Regions from separate parts of the Zea mays genome. Here all the other regions are linked to region 2. A link is a contact called in public Hi-C data. All regions are on one chromosome and are shown on one strand. Each heading gives the region's core, a stretch centred on a gene start, on an enhancer-like site or on the middle of the called end of the contact. The rest is flanking DNA. Distances are from core to core; before and after follow the strand shown. Region 1 has its middle 13 kb from the start of LOC100274606. Region 2 holds the start of LOC100279719. Region 3 has its middle 34 kb from the start of LOC109941592.

Evidence for each region. A called contact is a pair of places that touch in the nucleus more often than the background predicts.
Region 1: a contact with region 2 is called in a Hi-C map of tassel, with 5 times the contacts expected there. The contact joins the enhancer-like site here to the promoter of LOC100279719 in region 2. A contact is called at or near these places in 2 of 25 Hi-C or Micro-C datasets (ear and tassel).
Region 3: a Hi-C map of leaf shows a contact between it and region 2, with 4 times the contacts expected there. The contact joins the enhancer-like site here to the promoter of LOC100279719 in region 2. A contact is called at or near these places in 2 of 25 Hi-C or Micro-C datasets (bundle sheath and leaf).

What each region holds. Positions count from the first base shown.
Region 1 is chr8:82,598,994-82,603,141 of Zm-B73-REFERENCE-NAM-5.0, reverse strand. No RefSeq gene overlaps it. Among protein-coding and RNA genes, the nearest start is that of LOC100274606, 13 kb to the right of the region's middle. Within about 2 kb of position 2,236, at least 17 of the 20 cell types and tissues checked have an H3K27ac peak or open chromatin away from gene starts, as enhancers often do. A contact at or near this core is called in ear and tassel, where this site is marked.
Region 2 is chr8:82,819,451-82,823,736 of Zm-B73-REFERENCE-NAM-5.0, reverse strand. LOC100279719 reads left to right here and starts at 1,857. Exons shown (of 2, transcript NM_001360991.1): 1 at 1,857-4,286. The coding sequence starts at 1,879.
Region 3 is chr8:82,982,208-82,986,272 of Zm-B73-REFERENCE-NAM-5.0, reverse strand. No RefSeq gene overlaps it. Among protein-coding and RNA genes, the nearest start is that of LOC109941592, 34 kb to the right of the region's middle. Within about 2 kb of position 1,887, at least 17 of the 20 cell types and tissues checked have an H3K27ac peak or open chromatin away from gene starts, as enhancers often do. A contact at or near this core is called in bundle sheath and leaf, where this site is marked.

The DNA of each region.
Region 1 (4,148 bases), core at 987-3,486, 220 kb after region 2:
TCTTCCACCTGTCTATGTGAATGTCTAGAAGACCACCAAAATCAAGGAGGAAACAACCTCAAGAAGATCAGAGCACAAATGGTCCAAAACTCACAAAACATGGAGTTTTCATGCACTGTAAACATTGTAGTGAAGTTGGGCACAATACTGCAAAGGATGGGCTTCAATGCACAAGAAGTTACGGGACTAATAGCAACAACTAGGGCTACACTTGAGGAAGAGGCAAGGCATGCTGCCAGTGTTGCTACTACCACAGAGTCTATACCACTTGAGGAACCTATGAATGAAGATGTCCCACTAAATCATGATTTTAACACATTTGGACCTGAAGAAACACATGGATATGTGCCAACAATGGTCCAACAACTACTAGAATAGGTGAGGAAAATGTTTATTCTCAACTACTAAGGCATGTAAATGACTTTGTTTGACTCTCCATGCACATAGGAAGGTGACCCTTCAAGCCTTTCTCAACCCTAGGGACCTATACCATACATAAGATCAAATGAAATGGTGTGTAGGCATGTCCCACTCACTATAGCTACAAAGTCTGGGCAGTAAGCACTTGGAAGGAAGTAGGATCTGTTGAAGTCAAGAGAAGCAGGAAGAAGAAAAGTGATGTTGTATGAATGACCTAAATGTATTTTGGAGTAGGTAGGCCAAAAACCATTTTTGTGGGCCTAATCTTTTGTCTTTTGTGTGGGCTAAGAAAACTGCATGGTTGTGGCAATGGATGAAATCCTTTGTGTTATCAATGATGTGTTATCTGTTATCTGTGATGCTTATGTGACAATGAATGCACAGCTGAAACATTAACTAAATTCATAGATTCCAGATAGGTTCTCAAAGAGTACATAGATTACACACAAGTCTAACACCCTAAAATCTTATTTTTGTGAATTTGGGAAATTCTCCCAAGGTTTTGAATTAAAATATCTTTAATAAGAATTTCCTTACCTTTGAAGTCACTTCCCCTAAAAAATAGGTGTTCTTAATTAAAGAAAAAGATTCCCATAGGAATTAGGTTATCCCTTTGTAGAACCATATATATTATAAGTATTCACTAAAAGATTTGTAATACCTAAATTCCAGAAGAATAAAAGATAGTTTATTTGAGTTACATGATTTTGTGACCTTTTTCATCTCTATGCATATCAACAATTATGGGTTTGATTAAAGCAATTAATAAATATAAATAAATATGCATCATGTTGGATATTCTTGTTTATTGCATTTGAGTGCAATTCCAAAATTTGAATCTCATATAAAATTGGGATTTTAAAACTAAAATAGTTATAAACCTAAAATAGAAAAGAAAATACAAAACAGAAAGAAAAAGGAAAAGCCTCTCTGGGTCGAATATGCCCCGCCAGGCCAGGAAACCCTACCTCGTCGACCCACCTTCGCACCAAGCCAGCCCCACGCGCCTGCGTATACGGTGACTGATGAACGGACCTGCTCGACCAGCATCCATCCCTCACGCGCTTGGGTTAGATCGGCCACTCACATGTGGGGTCGGGGCATCAGAATCGTCCCTATCTGCGGGATATCGATCCCACCATACTACCGCAATGCTCGGAAGTCATTCAGCATCCGAACCTCATCCACTCAGACTTTATTGGTCGCAGGGTATAAAACCGAGGTCCACATCCCCTAACCTCCATCACACCGGGGCGTCGAGCCATTTTGCAAAAAATTGTATATCGCCATAGTCGAGTAGAGAGATTGCAAGGAGCAGAGTGCACTGCCGTCGTTGACCCATGCATGCACCGACGTCCATGGTTCAACAGAGGGTCGAGGAGCTTCCTTAGATTGTATGGAGCATGTTCGTGGCTTCTCTAGACACAATTGATGGACGTGGAAGGCAGAATATAATTGCTCGTCGGCACCGAAGAACGCGAAGGTCCGCTCCATGTCATAAACCGGCTTCACGACGACGCCATTTCCAGTGAGCTCTACCTCCATCGATTTGCCAAACTCTGCACTATGTTTAGCACCTACCTATTTGAGATTTTGGGCTCTGGCTCGACGGGCAGCCATATGCTGGCGAGTCCACCACCGCAAGATGCCTTGCGTCGCTGTCGTCTCTGGTCGGAAGAGAGAAGTGTGGTGGCGTCGATCGATAAACGAGGGTGATTAAATGCATGGACAATGGTTTGGCTAGATCGGGTCTAGGCCTTATGATCCAGATCGAACGCATGAGGATTCATCTGAGTGTTTTAAATCTAGACCGTTGATCGATCGGTGTGTGGCTCAGATTAGGGCGGGGCATACCGTTTTGTCTGAACTGTTTTGATTAGGGCGAGGCGTACCGGCGATCCATGGGCAGGTGTTTCGCGCTATCATGGATGATTTTCCATCCGTTGATCTTTGATCCGGCGACTGAAAGTGCATACCGGCTCGTTATTATATATCGATCTAATCCGAGTCGATGGCTTTTGATCGGACAACTTTGAACGCATGATACCACTTCGCCTGTTCGCCATGCCTTTTTTTAAAAGAGTCCCTACAGTTTTCGGAAATAAACTCGTCATCCATGATCTGTGTAAATAATTTACATCAAGGTCTCTGGTATTTACAGATTGACCCTTATTAGTTATTTTAGGTATAAAATAAGTATTAAAAATCCCTAGAAACTTGTAAAATTCATATCTCCCTCGTTTTAAGTCCGAGTTTAGTGGTTCTCGAGCCTATGATCTCGAAGCAATACATAGACTATTATCGTGCAGTTTGTTTACATGTTTTGGTGTAATGTTATCATATCCATTATTTGTTTATTTGTATGTATTGCTACGACTTGAAGCGGGTCACGAGGAATCTGAAGCCCAACTTTGGGAAGACACCTAAGCAGTTGGATTCGCAAGTAAAAGGCAAGTTGTGTCCTCGATCACATTCTTTGACCTAATAATGTTCATGATTCTAATAATCGTCGTGGCACTGTTAGGCTTAATTTGATGGGACCTAATAGTTTACCTAGCTTTGTTTACCCTACACCTCGCATACAAATGAATTATTGGGTAGTCTTGCTATTGTTTTACCTGATTTGGAGTTAATGTTAGATATGATTTATGATCATGTTCCATTATGGTTTATTATTGTTGGTTACATATGCATGTTAAGATTACTTTGTTTAATTGGAACATTGAGTGACCACCTGAGATAACACTGCTACCACAAGGGTGGAATGGAACTCCCTTGGCTAAACTGTCTATGATAGCTTTTGGGACAAGAGATTCCCATACCCCGTCTGCCTGGAATCGTAGCAGGTTTTCTCGAGCTAGCAGAACTTTGTAAAGGCCTCGTAGTGAACCCTCGCCAACTCACATTGGAAAAAGTGTTTAAGGGTCTGTACAACCCCGGGCGAGAAGGAAATATGGTTTGTGGGTAAAGATGTGTAACCTCTATAGAGTGTAAACCTGGTATATCAGCCATGCTCACTGTCATGAGCAGCTCGGACCCTCACATGAGTAATTTATGATATTAAATTTAATCTTTCATGAATTGCATTGTGGGATTTCTATATGATACTTCTATATTGATCAACTATTTAATTGAGTTGATATCTACTTATACTTAGTAATTGCTAATAGAATTTTGACTAACTTATCTAAAAGCAATGCTCAGCCTTAATCATTTTCCTTGGTAAGCCTTACACTTGAGCCCAACCATAAGTGAGCTCAACCACACTTTTTTCCACACTTGTTGAGCGATGACCGTATGAGAGCTTACCCTTGCTATAATCACACCAGGTGAAGAGCAGGTACCACCGGAGGAGAACTACTACAATGAGTTTGATGAGATCTAGGCGTCGCCTCCCATTCAACTATGACACCATAGAGATAGTATCTTAGTTCGATTTATTTTATTATCAGTTATTTTGTAAGGCATTCATATTATGTACTAAAGCTTATGGCATTCGTCTCTATACACTGATCCATTGTATGTATGAATCTTGTTATGGCACATATATGACATGCATCTGGATTTGCCCTTAAATCCGGGTATGACAATAATTTTCTCAATTTTTAACCACCTAGTACATATTGCACACCAAAATGCAAACACACACAAGCAATAATCTTCAATAAACTCAACTATTTCCTGTCCTAAGTGAACCAGACATCTCCAAATATTTTTCCACCTTCAAT
Region 2 (4,286 bases), core at 608-3,107:
CAAAGTTATTCCTTTGAATCACTTTTGTAATCACTCCGATCATGTACATTGTAAAATTTGATGTAACTTGTAAAATTGGGTAATAAGATTTCCGTTGCAAATTTTTGGTGTGTGATTTGTGTTTACTTAATCCTGCGGTCCTGGTTGTAAGTGGTTTATCAGGGGTCCTTGGGACACTCGGACGGATCCTGTTAAGTTATTTGGTGCACATGCATAGCCGCCTAAGGTCTTTGAGACAAGGGCAGATGCATGTGGTCCCAATAACTTGGGAGGTTATGCCACAATAAGTATTTTCGGATATTAATTTTTTAAGATGATGGTCTCTAAAAATATGTATATTTTCAATGATGGTTTATTTTTTAAAAAAAATGCCTCCGAAAATGTATTTCTACGAGCAATTTATAAGCCACCGTGCTTGTTGCTACAATTATGCTAGTTTGATGATAAAGGAATTAGAGAGGATTCAGGGGAGGAAATTCTTAAAGACATATTTGGACGAACCGTAGGGAATTAGAAGGCTAAAATCCTCTCATGTTTAAAATTAAATAGCAAGGAAATTTTAGTCGCTCCATTCTCCTGCCTCCCAAACAAACCCTAAATAGCAAGGGATTTTCTTCCACTCGTTTGGTGACAAGGAAGTTGGAGGAAATCCACGTGGGAGGAAATCACTTACTATTCAATTTATAAAACAAGATATTTTCTCCCTCATGGATCTCCTCCAATTGGCTTGTCACCAACTTAGCCATCTCATCCTCATATTCAAACTCTAATATACAAAGAGTGTTGTATATAGTGCAAAACAGTGTTTTTGGTGACCATCCGCGTATGCCTCTTTTAGAACTAGGAGTAGTGTTAGATAATCATTTTTATGCTAACGGACTTTTGGACATTAAAATTATTTGTACTCACGGTCAACGGTAAGTTTTCATAAGCTTAGGATTCAACTTGTGTTAGTTGTGGCTGAGGGGATAACAAAGGAATATTATTACGAACAATATGAGGTTTGTCTCTTTGTGTTAGGAGTCTGTATAGGCCATCAATTGTCTTAATCTTGTACCGGCCATCAATAAATTAGAAGTTGGCAGTCTAAAGTATAGATGTCCAAACGGGCCACCCGGTACGGACCCGGCCCGAACCCGTTTCGGCCCGGTACGAATAGGGCCGGGCCAGGCACGGCCCGTTGATGCTTCGGGCCGGCTCGGGCTGGCCCACGTGCCTAGGGACATGCCCAAACCCGGCACGCACAGGGAAAAATCGTGCCGGGCCGGCTCGTTGGCCCGGTGGGCCTCAACGGACCGGGCCGGGCACTGGCCCGAACCAACAGTAGAACGGTATATAAATACATATATTTCACGGAATTAATCATATATAATAACATATTATTTATATATATTAAGACAACAAAATATTTATGTATGCATTTTATATTTATGTATGCATTTTATATATGTTTGGCCGCGTATTTAGTATTTACATACTATGAGAGAATTAAATGTATTTACATATTTAGTATTTACATAAATATGCGGGCCGCCGTCGTGCCGACTCATTTATCGGGCCGGGCCGGGCCAAAGCACGCGGGCCGCCGTATGTGCCCATACCCGGCCCGCTAAACGGGCCGTGCCGGCCCGGGCCCGTAACCGACCGTGTCAGGCCGTGTTTGGACCAGGCTAAATTCGTGCCGTGCCACGGGTCAAACGGGCGGCCCGCACTGTTTGGACATCTATAGTCTAAAGGGCTGACCCGTTCCACACAATTGTTTACAGCAAGCTGGCCACACAGTTGTTTACAGCAATCTGGCTGCCTTCTATAAATGGAGCATATCCACCACCAAAGAAACACACACACACACACGACCACTGCAAAATACTAGTAACAATGTCTCAGACAACATATATGGCCCCTGTAGGCACTCTCGGCTTCTCGCTGCCGTTGATCATCCTCTTGGCTTCTCTTTCGGCGCTACTAGCTACTACACCTAACGACGACATGGAAGCGCTGCTCTGCCTCAAGCACCACCTCTCAGCCTCATCAGACCCTACGGGGACACTACCTTCATGGAAGAATGATTCCACGCAGTTCTGCAGTTGGTCCGGCGTGACATGCAGCAAGAGACACTCGTCCCGTGTTGTTGCACTGGACCTTGAGTCACTCGACCTCCATGGCCAAATACCTCCTTGCATCGGCAACCTCACGTTCCTCACAAGGATCCACATGCCAAACAACCAGCTGCAGGGTCAGATCCCGGCTGAGCTTGGCCAGTTAAACCGGCTGCGGTACATTAACCTCAGCTCCAACAATTTTATCAGCGGCGAGATCCCGGAGACTGTCTCATCGTGCCTTGCCTTGCAGGCCATCGATCTTTCGAGGAATTCCCTCAGCGGAAGCATCCCCGAAGGTCTGGGGAGCCTCCTCGGCAACCTCTCGGATTTACGCCTTTCAGGTAACCATCTGACGGGCAGCATTCCAGCTTCACTTGGAAGCAGCTCCTCCCTTGTCTCCGTTGTTCTCAACAACAACAGCCTCACTGGACCCATCCCGTCGCTACTAGCTAACAGTTCGTCGCTCCAACGACTGGGGCTAAGAAACAACCGTCTCAGCGGACTCATTCCCCAGTCGCTGTTTAACAGCACGTCGCTTGAGATGCTAGTGCTTGCAGGGAACAGCTTTGCTGGGCCCATACCTGCTGTCTCAAACACCGTCGTTGACTCGCCGCCGCCGCCCTTGCAGTATCTGATACTGGACTCGAACGATCTAACAGGGCCCTTGCCTTCCACTCTAGGGAACCTCACTTCTCTCCTCTGGCTCACGCTTGGGGGTAACGGTTTTCATGGTAGCATCCCGACGAGCCTGGGTGCACTCGTGAACCTGCAAGTGCTGGACATGACTAACAATGCTTTGTCGGGGACTGTTCCGGCCTCCATCTACAACATGTCAGCGCTCACACACCTCGGCATGGGCATGAACAATCTCACCGGGGAAATCCCAGCTAACGTTGGGTATAGCCTTCCGAGAATCGTGAACCTGATCATGGCTCGAAACAAGTTCACTGGCCAAATCCCTGTTTCGCTGACCAAGGCCACCAATCTCCAGATCATTAATCTCTGGGACAACGCACTTACTGGTACTGTCCCTTTGTTCGGAGCCTTGCCCAACTTAGTCGAGCTGGATCTAACGAAGAACCAGCTCGAAGCTGGCCGGGACTGGTCGTTCTTGACATCCTTGACAAATTGCACGCAGCTGGTGACTCTGTACCTGGACAGAAACACTCTCGGAGGAGTCTTGCCGAAATCCATAGGGGACCTGCCCAGTGGACTGGAGGTGTTGTTTTTAAGTGCGAATGGAATATCTGGCACCATCCCCAATGAGATAGGACGCCTAAAAAACCTCAAGCTTCTTTATCTGGACAGGAACCTCCTTGCTGGAAGTATTCCCTACTCCCTAGGGCATCTTCCGAACATGTTCGCGTTAAACTTAGCGCAGAACAAACTCTCAGGGCAGATTCCAGCCTCTCTCGGTAACCTAAGCCAGCTTAGCGAGCTCTACTTGCAAGAAAACCACTTGAGTGGCCCGATACCAGGTGCTTTAGGACGCTGCAAGAACTTAGACAAGCTGAACCTCTCTTGTAACAGCTTTGGCGGTGGCATACCGGAGGAGCTGTTTACTCTTTCTTCCCTCTCTAACGAACTGGACTTGTCGCACAACCAACTCTCAGGAGAGATACCACTAGAGATCGGCAGCTTCGTCAACCTTGGCCTACTAAATATTTCTAACAACATGCTGGCCGGACGAATACCGTCCACTCTAGGTCAGTGTGTGCATCTCGAGTCCCTCCACATGGAGGGGAACCTACTTGATGGTAGGATCCCACAATCGCTCCAAGGATTACGAGGCCTCGTTGAGATGGACATGTCTCGGAACAACTTGTCTGGTGAAATCCCGGAGTTCTTTGAAACATTTAGCTCCATGAAGCTTCTCAACCTGTCCTTCAACGACCTCGAGGGACCAGTTCCAACAGGTGGGATATTTCAGGATGCACGGGATGTGTTTGTTCAAGGGAACAAGGACCTATGTTCCAGTACCCACTTGCTACAGCTACCACTTTGCACTACAGATACTACATCTAAACGGCATAGGCACACCTCCTCCTATGTTCTGAAGTTAGTAGGATTTACAGCTCTTTCTTTAGTCTTGCTATTATGCTTTGCGGTCGTCCTTTTAAAGAAGAGAAAGAAGGTTCAGCAAGTAGACCATCCATCCAGCATGGATTTGAAGAAGTTTACGTA
Region 3 (4,065 bases), core at 638-3,137, 160 kb before region 2:
ACAACCACCTGGCATTACAATTGACCAAGGTAAAAAAAATCACATAACGCAGCTGTTGTACGACAGCCGCCGACACGCCTTCGGCCATAGACACCACGACGACTTTGTTTCCGCCATCAGCAGTGGTGCAAAATTGCACCCACGGGTCCAATGAGGTCCCAGCCACACCCTTCGCCGAAGCCCTCGTGTCAGGCGGCCTCGCCGGTGCCACCACCAACTGCCCAGTCTCAGTCCCTACACCATAATCACAGGTTAGCATAAATATGCATCACCTTACCCAATCCATAACAAACACCGCACTTACCAGCAGGCGGCAGCCCTGTCTGGGCGCCAAACATGGTAATGCCCCCCACCAGGTAGTCATCAATAGACAACTCCTGGGCGGTCCCTCTAGTCTCCGACACCGTCGTTTCAACGGCGTGCTGTGGCGAAGATGCCTTCGTGGGTGCCACTGGTACCGCAGGAGGGGGCATCGCTGCAGCCGGAGTGGACCCCTTCGCGCTGGGCTAGTTGAAGCGGGCCTTCCGTTTCTTCTGATGGGCCTCTTGGCGATCCTTATCCATAACTGCTGACACAATAGCACCAATATTTCTTCCGTAAGGGAAGATTTTTCAACTGACGAGCCATATGAGACGTAAAATAGTCATCATCGGTGGCCCAAGGAATAGGGTCTTTCCTATGCCATCGACCCCCAGTAACCTTCAACATTCGCGAAGATGTTTCCTGGAGTTCGGGAGAAATCATAACCTCCCCAGGCCCAGCACATGTCCCCGTCAATTCCTCAACAAAAAACCTAGAGGCCTTCAGCCCCACACCTTCTGTAAAGCCCAAATTTTGTATAAGGAAAAATTATAAAATAAACAAGTAAATACATTTATGATAGTTATTTGGGAGTTTTTGAAACCTTTGAAAATTTATTAGGACCCTTCCTTTTCGTAATCAGTTAATGGTATTAAATTAACCAAGTAGCCAATAAATAAATAAAGCAATGTGCATCTCATGCTGATGATTTTGTTGTGATGCATTTTATTGAAACCATAAAATTGACCTCAAATTATAAATGAAAATATAAAATAGAAAATGAGAAAAGAAATTGTAATAGTCATTTATTACTTCTAGAATTTGAAAATGGAAGAAGAATAAATATTCACATTAGGATTATGTTGAGATTGGGAATTCAAAATTTAAAACAGGAATTTGAATTTGGTTTGAAAAGAAAATAGAAAGGAATAGGAAAATAAACAGGAAAATGGAAAAAGTGTGGGAATCGCGCTCCTGGGCTGAATTCATGCCCTCGGCCTAGCTAGACACATGTCTGTGCCGGCATACCTGCCCGGCTGCCCACCGCGCGGGCCACCACTGACCAGTGGGCCCCGGATCAGAGACTGACAATACGCAGTGGTTGTGCTCGCTGGCGTGTGGCCCCGCTTGACAGACATTCCCTCATTGTATCGCTTACTTGTGGGGTCGCTCCGTCAGCCCTGTCACCCACCTTAGAACAACCTCGTGAGCGCGCGGTAACAACCCCACACCCGCGTGGCGTCGACCCTATAAAACCAAGACCCATGATGTCATAGCTTTCACAACCCAAACCGCAGACGGAATCAAGCTCATCGCAGAGAAACAAACCGAGAGGGAAGGACGGATTCCAGCCGCCGCGTTCACTGAAGATAAGGGCTTCTGCACCGGCGCCGTAGGTCAGGACCTTCTGGAATTAGTTGCCTCGCTCTCTGAGTCGGGTAGGACATCTCGGTGTGGAGTTTTGAGATTGGGAACTGGGATGGTGTTATGCCGGTGATGGCGCCGCCATGTGGAGACCCTGCTCGGCCGTGCCCCTGCGGCAAGAGGATGAAGACGACACCTCAACCGTCTATCCGAGACTGGACGGTAGAGATTTGATCGTGGGTAGCGCTTCGGGCGAGTGCGTCTGGACCGTTGATCGGTATTCTTGCGGTCGAGATTGGATTCATCGTACCTCTTTCGCGCGTTTGATCTGATGCGTTCATTTCGGATCGGGCGCGTACAATTAGATCATGATTCATAAAATCCGAGCCATTGACCCTGGATCCGGCGGTAACGAAAGCGTACCTATTCGTCGTGGGCATGATCTAATCTGCGTCGTCCGCGCATGATCATGCGGCCGAGACTCAACCATATCCCTTCGGCCAACGTTTTTTTGCAAAAGAGACCTTATATTTTTATACAATCAACCCATCGTCCACCTCAAGCCGAAAGTAATTACAAATAGGTCCTAGGATTTATAGTTTTGACCTCGAGCTCTCTGGTAATTATGTTCGTGGTCCAGGAATTTTTGTTTAATGATAAAATTAATTCTAAAATGATTTTTAATATAGAAATAATTCTAGAATCTTGTTTAAGTCATAAGTAATTCATTTTAACTCCTTTTAGATCCATTCCAGTTGTATTAGTCTCATATTAATATTGTTTATCATCTAATAGCCTTGTATTATCATGAAACCTATGATTAAAATCTTACACCTCCTTGGTATTATAGTAAACACCTAAATCTTCGGAAAATCATAACTCGTTAACCGTAACTCTGAATTTTTAGTAATTCTCAAACCTACGATCTTGTTACGATACGTAGAACACTATTATGCAGTTTGTTCTTATGTTTGGTGTGATGTTAAATTTGCCTATACCATGTTTGTTTGTATTGCTATGATTAGCATCGAGGTTACAAATCACTTGAAGACCAAGTTGGTACCTGGGAATCTCGAGTCTAAGGCAAGTTGTGCACTTGATCACTCTTCTATACCTAATAATGTTCATGTTAACCACTGTGACATGCTCAGGTTATATTGATGGGACCTAATAGGTTACCCTAATTTTGTGTACCCCACACCTTGAAAACAAATGAACTATTGGGTATACTTGCTATTTCTCTACCTACATCTGGGATTAAAGTTATATTTGAATTTTGATCATGTTCCATTGTTATTGCTGATTTAATTATTGTTCATGATAAGACTATTGTGTTAATTGGAACATGGAGCTTACCTTGAGATAACAGTGCTACCACAAGGGTGGAATGGGATGCCCTTAGCTGACTAAATAGGAAAGCTAGTGGAGGACTACCTTACCCGAAAGGTGCAAGTGCGATAGAGGAGCTGCCAGTGTAGGGAGGTTCTCGGGTCGATCATGCTGCGATGGCTTTTCGGACTAAGGATTCCTATATCGCGCTTCTCACAAAATCGTAGTGGGTTTTCTGAAGCTAGTGGAACTTTATAAAGGCCTCGTAGTGGATCCCTTGCCATTCACTTTGGAAGTGTCTAAGGGCCTTGCAAACCATGTCTAGATGGGATACACGACTTGTGGGTAAAGGGCGCAACATCTGCAAAGTGTAAAACTGGTATATCAGTCGTGCTCACGGTCAAGAGCGACTCAGGACTCTCGCATGATTAACTTATGGAACTAAACTTAATTTGCCATATGCTTTGCATTGTGGGTGTTATTATTAAGTTTGATCTCTTATTTAATTGGGTTGGTATCTACTTATACTTAGTAACTGCTAATAAAATTTTGACCAACTTTAAAAGCAATGCTCAGCTTTAACCATCTCCTTTGGTAAGCCTTACACTTCACATGAGCTCCCACCTTTGGTGAGTTCATGCACATTATTCCCCACAACTTGTTGAGCGATGAACGTATGTGAGCTCACTCTTGCTGTACTCACATCCCCCCAGGTCAAGAATAGGTACCACAGGATGAGGCACATGAAGGATACTGTGATGAGTTCGTGAGTGGTCTAGGCCGTCGTCTCCCAGTCAACTATGGTTATTGGATCGTTGTCTTTGTATGATGTAATTATTTATCTATTTTTAAAGAACTCCGTTATATATTAATGGTGTGACATTTGTTTTTGTACCATGAGTCATCATATGTGTGAGACTTGATCCCAGCACACATTTGGTGAAGTTCGCGCCCGGGTTTGGTGCTCCTAAAACTCGGGTGTTACAACTTCTCTCTCTGTACCTTTCACATCTATTTTCCTCTTCCGAGTTGCTGCGATCACATTCTTTCCCATTGAGGTGCCCTCTTCAG